Linked DNA regions of Oncorhynchus mykiss: region 2 is linked to region 1. A link is a contact called in public Hi-C data. All regions are on one chromosome and are shown on one strand. Each heading gives the region's core, a stretch centred on a gene start, on an enhancer-like site or on the middle of the called end of the contact. The rest is flanking DNA. Distances are from core to core; before and after follow the strand shown. Region 1 holds the start of LOC110532476 (testis-specific Y-encoded-like protein 5). Region 2 holds the start of LOC110532492 (mitochondrial import inner membrane translocase subunit Tim17-B).

The links. Hi-C and Micro-C count contacts between places; a contact is called where the count stands out from the background.
Region 2: a contact with region 1 is called in a Hi-C map of liver, with 3 times the contacts expected there. The contact joins the promoter of LOC110532492 here to the promoter of LOC110532476 in region 1. A contact is called at or near these places in 2 of 3 Hi-C or Micro-C datasets (blood and liver).

The regions. Positions count from the first base shown.
Region 1 is chr9:58,356,299-58,359,829 of USDA_OmykA_1.1, forward strand. It overlaps LOC110532476 (testis-specific Y-encoded-like protein 5), which reads right to left and starts at 1,913. Exons shown (of 8, transcript XR_002474835.2): 1 at 464-1,913; 2 at 285-362; 3 at 69-180.
Region 2 is chr9:58,666,516-58,669,995 of USDA_OmykA_1.1, forward strand. It overlaps LOC110532492 (mitochondrial import inner membrane translocase subunit Tim17-B), which reads left to right and starts at 1,575. Exons shown (of 6, transcript XM_021616450.2): 1 at 1,575-1,694; 2 at 2,777-2,876; 3 at 2,969-3,032; 4 at 3,142-3,270; 5 at 3,448-3,480. The coding sequence starts at 1,669. It also overlaps the pseudogene LOC110531218.

The DNA of each region.
Region 1 (3,531 bases), core at 663-3,162:
GGATACCTGGCCCATGTAAAATGTGGCATCCTAGCAAGATAGATATGACAACTGGATCTGTCCCTCACCTGTCATTCCAAGGTGGAGCTCCTTCACGATGATGTTGTTCTGGAAGTAAGGATTCCGTTTGAAGTGGAACCCGATTCTGTAACCAAGCTTGTTGGTCTTGAAGGATTCAATCTAAGGAGGAGACAATAATACATTTTCATTTCAGGGGAGCAATAGAACATTTATTCAGAAGACTTTAAAGAATCATTACATTTTCGCTGTGATTATTTACTTACTTCAAGGTTGGTCATGTAACTGAGAGCGCCTTCATCTGTTTTGTCAATGTGAGCAGAGAGATGAGGGTGGTTCAATAACTGTTGAGCTTTGAGCCAAGGGAAAAATAAATGTGACATACCAACACACTCACAATCAACAACATACGTGTGTGTGTGTGTAGGAGTATTCAAAAGGATACTGCCGTGACCCAGAAGCCAGGGATGGCCTGTATGATGGAGCTACGCTGGTCCACGTGTGGACGGCGCTGGCGGCTCAGTTTCAGCTCTAGCCGCTGGTGAAGCCGCGCACCTTTCTTCTCCAGAGCATCCAGCCTCATCTGTACCTGCGCCAGAAGGGCCACTGACTGTCGGATCTCCGGGGCCATCTTCACTGAAACTATAGCGCACTCCCCGTCATCATCATCATTATCTGAAGGGAAAGAGGAACTCGGTGCGGACGAAGATCCGGGTATTGAGTCGTCTTCCTCATCCGCATCGGGCATGTCCTCGGCATCCTCCTTGTCAACTCCACGCAGTGAGGTAGAGCTGTCTGCTGCTGCTGCCTGTGTGTGAAGACCCCTTTCAGGTTTTGATCGTTCCTTTGAGGACTCCTGGTCACCACGCTTACCTTTGTGTCCCATTCTCTCATAATGTCCAACTTTCTTTGAGGAAAATGGCTTTTGTTTAACCTCTTCACCCGTAGCTGCTCCTGTGAGACTTGCAAGTGCCTCGGCGGCTGCTATAGCGGCCGAATCAGACTGGTCCAGTGAAGTTGAGGGTCGGCAATCTCCAGCACCAGCACTTCCCAGGTTTTTTACTTCCTTTGCATCGCTAGAGACTGGTGCACCCGATACAAGAGCACTGTTGACGGCGCTGACATGTGCATCAGCGCTGGATGGGTTATTGGCAGTGACAGCTGCACAAATCCCCCCCCCGGGTCCCTTTTTCAGATCTAGTCCACTCTCCTCATTTCCATTCTTCTCTTCTATGGCTGGTACTTTATCGCCATCTTCCCCATTTTTGTTTCCATGAGAATTCGATGGTAATTCACTGGACACCTCGCCGTCCACTTTGGCTAACTTACTTGGAAGAGGGGACTGGCCAGCCTGCTCGTCGGACTGACATCGTTTCTTCGGTGCGGAGTCTGCAGACTTTTTGCTGTACCTCGTTTTTTCGCTCATTTTTGCCAATTAGTCTGCTGCGCTAGCTAACGCAATATCCTACAAATTAGTTAACTAGCCTAGAGGGTAACGTTAGTGGAAGTGTTTAAATAGCTAGATACAACTAGCTTCCTTGTTCGTGGCACAAATTACTAGCTAGCTACTACGAGCGTATTTTCTATAAACAGTTAGCAAGTTCCTTTTCCGCGTAAATTTAGCTAGAGGCCTACAGTACTGTAGCGCGAGCTAGCTTGCTAGCTAGCTTAGCTTGCGTGTGTTATTCGTGTTACAACTAGGTCCCGTTCTCTTAAAAGCAATATATTAATTTAGCACTAATTGTGCATTATTTTTTAAGTATTATATTGAATAAAATCCTGGTTTATAATTCCATAGGGTCCTGAAATGTTTTACATTTCTCCTTTCCCTCACTATTTCTCCGGCCGCGATGTTTATTACGTTACGAGATAGGAAAACAATCCGCTGATTGGTTACAGTACACCGCGCTGAAACATATCCACCAATCATACAAAGGATGTATGTTTGAGTGAGTCAGCTTTACCAACAGAAGCTGCGCTGCATATTTACAGTACTAGGGAGCGCGCACGTACACGTACACTGACATTGTATGCAGTACCCCGACACTCGATCTATTTTGATAGGATGATTTTTTTTCTGGCCTACAATGTAGCCTTACCTTGATATGTGAATTGAAAAATACGTTGGGTTAGGAATCATTTTTCACTTCATTGTAGGCCTACCAGCAATTGAAACTTGCTCATTTATTACCGATTATTAAAATATAGTATATGGAGAAACAATGTCAAGTTGAATGTGCTGCCTGCTCGAAAGATGAGAGGCTGATTTTCGAGGACAGAGAAAGGAAAGCAATATCAATTTCAACATCAATTTAGAACACCGGCTTCCCCTTATCATGCAAAATGCTTGCACATGGCACCTGACAAGGCAGTATAGTTACATCAATGTCATGACAACAATGTTATCACTGTAGTAACTTAAGTGTTATAACACAGGTATCGAGCAACTTGGCCCTGTTTTTGTTCCAGTCCAAGTTATGGTCTCTGATAATATTGAATATGACCAATTTGATAGAGTCTTGTACCAATGATGTTCTCTTTAATTACATTATTGCATAGCCAACCTACTAGCTTTCCATTCATGTAGTCAGCACTCCATGTAGTCAGCACAAAATTTGAAATAGGCCTATTATTTTTGCCTGACGATTCAACCTGAATTGCATTCAGTTACTCAGGTGGCAGAGCAATGTGGATGGATAGCCAGGCAACTATTATTGGATCATAACAGAGACACAAAGGTGAATGGCAGCATTACTTATGCCACCTAGTGGATCAGATGGAGTAATGATCCAAAACAAGGAGTCAATGGAGTATGAGAATGATAACCACACCATTCATTTACCATCAATAACTGAGCACAGTATATTATTTTGTACTAGGAAGGTCTACAATATGCTTGAATATCCATATAGGCCTAGCTATGATTATTTAGATCAAACATGTCATACAACCTACACACACCGGCGCTTTTATCAGGTACACCATCCCATTCACGAAAATGGTTTGCTCCTACAGTGAGTCATGTGGCCATGGCTCTATAAAGCAGGCAGACAGGCATCGAGGCATTCAGTTACTATTCGATTGAATGTTAGAAGGGGCAAAACGAGTGACCTAAGTGACATTGAGCATGGTATGATCGTCAGTGTCAGGCGCCGGATCCAGTATCTCAGAAATGGCAGCCCTCCTGGCCTTTCACACACGACAGTGTCGAGGGTTTACTGAGAATGGTTTGACAAACAAAAAACATCCAGTCAACGGCAGTCCTATGGGCGAAAACAGCTCGTTGATGAAAGAGGTCGAAGGAGAATGGCAAGAATGGTGCAAGCTAACAGGTGGGCCAACAACAGACAAATGACGGCGCAGTACATGTGCAGAACGGCATCTTGGAACGCACAACTCAGCGATCCTTGTCCTGAATGGGCTATTGCAGCAGACGACTAGAAGAAGCAGCTACAGTGGGAACGCGATCAACAACACTGGACAATTGAGAAGTGGAAAAACATTGCCTAGTTT
Region 2 (3,480 bases), core at 325-2,824, 310 kb after region 1:
TGGTGTCTGCCCCAGTCTTCGCCTCATTGCGCTTGGGCAAGCCAGTGGACCAATTGCCCCTATGGGAAGGAAAATAAATCTTAGATACATACACAGCAGGGGGAAAAGAGTGGTGATTAATGACCACTGGTTGGGTCAGTGGCCTTACTTGGGAGCATCGGAATAGGAGCTGGGGTCCATCTCATCCTTCCTCCCTGAAAGAGTTTAGAGATCTGTTAGCAAGTGTATACAATTCATTATGTTTGTTTATGCTTGCAATATTTGTTTTGAGCAAGAAACACAATGTCCCTCTGGAGGAAGGTTATGAATCTTTACCTCCTCGCTTGTTCTTGCTATAAGGGGCAGTGTCTTCTCTGCATCTGTCTGTCTCTCCCTCCCATTATTCCTTCTTTCCATTTCTGGTTCTCGCTCCCTCTCTCTGTCCTCTCCAACTTCTGCTGTAAGACAGAAAAACAGAATATTGGGGTTAATGAATGTCAATCAAATCCATCCTAAATATTGAGTGTGAATACATAACGGTCTCCTACTGGGTGGTCATGCTAGGACTCTTCTTACCCCTCAACATCTTGGCAGCTTTGGTTATCATAGATGTGGATTCGGTTGGGGACAGCCAGGCAACCAGGTCAGATTCCACATTCCAGCAGTATGGCAGACCACTGAGGATACAATATACATGGAATCTTAGTCTACGAGAAAAAATAAATCACTCCATCATAGCTGCTGTCCAGTAGCCATACCCAATGGGTTTTGTACAATTTACAGATTTAGTAGAGAATCTGAAAGAGTGCTTACCAAATAGGGTCAATTACTTTGTACCAGTTGGGTGGTAAATTCTCACGGGCAGTGGCCTCAATCTACATTGTTATCGTCGTAGTCCTCAGCAATGATCTCCACATCTATAGACAAGTAGTGCTGGTAAATGACAGATAGCTAGTTAACGTTTTCAGTGAGTATACATTTGATTGTTTGGAACAGTTTGTTGCCATACCTTCATCTGAGTACTTAAGAATCCCTCTTTTGGCTAGGCGAGCCAGTAACGTCGGGGACAGAGGCATCCTAAGAGAAAATGAATGCTTATAACTAGCCTCACTCACATAGTCATTGCCCAAATATATTAGTTTCTAGATTTTTTTAAAAAGTACGTGTAGCTAACGTTAGCTCACTCGCGTCTAAGCATCAGTATTGTGGCCACAAACTAACGTTTCTAGACTATCCAAATTAGCCGTAATTTAAGGGAAACGTTAATGTAATCAAATGTAAATACAACTAAAAGCCCGGTTTATAGTTACCTGCAGCCAGAATTGTAATTGGCTACTTAATTTCAGATGTGGAGTGAAATCTAGCTAGCTAGCCCCCTCCGTGATAATAGAAACAGCACAAAGGCACTATGATTATGTCATTATTTGTGGGGAGGTTCACGTGCTAACATGCCTGCTGTATCTGCATTTCTATTTTGAAGTCGGGAAATATAGAAACGCAGCCCCCTGATGTTTGCAGCTATGGCTCTATCCAGTTTTGTGGCTGCCAGTCTACCAGAAACAATGCAAAATTGCAAACTAGCCACCTACGCAGCATCGCTTCAAACTGGCGAAATTGACGTACGTGAACCAACCCAATTCCTTAATCTCAGAAGTGTGTCGTCACCCAGCCCGAACAGCAACAACAAACATGGAGGAATATGCCCGTGAACCTTGGTAAAGTACATTTCAGATTAGGCTGAGAAATAAGTAAACCGTTTTCAATATTGGTCCGATCTCTCTTTAGCCAACATACATGGTTAAAGAGTATGCTTCACCATATGGTTATGCCTTTCATGCCTGAGTCATTACAAAAATGATGGTTGAATTTACTAGCAGTAACCTTAAGAGAAATCTGGTGCTTACTTGTCCTTTTTATTTTTTATTTAACCTTTATTTAACTCCTTGCTTTAAATGAGAATTGAAATCGAGAACCAACTTCTCTCGTTGAAAACGACATATGGTCAAACGTTTATTCCAGTGCCAAAAATGGACAAAGTGTAAGTATTGTAACGACCCTGGGCTTATACATTTTGGTCGTGAAGTCAGTGTCTTTCAACGGTGAGTTTTATAAAATGTTGCGTACAAGAGTTTGTCAGGACTTACTTTAGGGTTATTTTATTTATTTTCTATAAAGCCCACCAATACTGGATATATATATAGCTGCGGTGATTGCACTTTATCCAATACATATTGCAGAACACACAGACCTGCCCAGCAGCTCAGTAGATCGGACTTTGTTTGCTTAAGACAACACGGTGCATGTTTTTACTTGAGAAATGCTGCAGCAAACACTTTAGGTAGATGTAAAATTGCGTGAATAAAACCTTATAAAAAAAAATACTAAAAAGTAAATACAGATTTTCTTGAGTTATCTTAGATTCCTTCAGACTATTTTGAGTAAGTGATACTAGCTTTGTTCCTATGGTATCTCATGGGAGACAAACATTAGCAACACCCCTAAGACTCAAATCTCGTTTTTCGTAATGAGCAACACAAAAACACAGGCAGAATTGGTGCATTCAGTTGCTCTTTAAACTAGCCTTTTTATAAATGGTCTTTGTAAAATGTTTGTTAATGGTTTTTAATAAGTATCCTAATAATAATATTAGCTATTTAAATATTATGGTAGTGTGTGTGTATATATAGTTTAAATCAGTAATAAGCCTACACATTTATGAATAGATAGACAAAGGATTTCTATTGAATCTGTCAGTATTGTGGTTTAATTACCCATGTATTTTACACACACTTCTCAGTCCCTGGAGAATAGTAGATGATTGTGGTGGTGCATTCACCATGGGGACAATTGGCGGAGGGGTATTCCAGTCAATCAAGGGCTTTCGGAACGCTCCTGTGGTCAGTTTAAAATACTTTCTCTGAGCATATCAAATATATTTTAAGATCAATATCAGCACAGTGATTCAATCCTTTTTTCCATCTCTGCACAGGGCTTTCAGCACAGACTAAAAGGTAGTGCCAATGCTGTGAGAATAAGAGCTCCACAGATCGGCGGTAAGGGTCACTGTCTCTACAGGAGTTCTCTCTCGTACAGCACAAAGTACAAACCCCATCATCACTGTTTGTTTATTTCTCACTAACAGTTTGTGTGATGTTCCTGTAGGTAGCTTTGCTGTGTGGGGTGGACTTTTCTCAACGATCGACTGTGGTCTGGTCCATATTCGAGGGAAAGAGGATCCCTGGAACTCTATAACTAGTGGAGCGATGACTGGGGCAGTCCTGGCTGCACGCAGTGAGTGTTGAAGCAAACATTTATTTGACAATAATTTAAATTTGGTATATTTCATATTTTTTTCTAGACCCTCAAATCTGAGCACATCCCCACCCCCTGCCTGACCATCTTGCCCCACCGACCCAACAAAGTCAGATTACCTCAAGGGCTTGACATTTGGCTTTGTGCTCTTCTCAGGTGGGCCCTTGGCTATGATGGGGTCTGCTATGA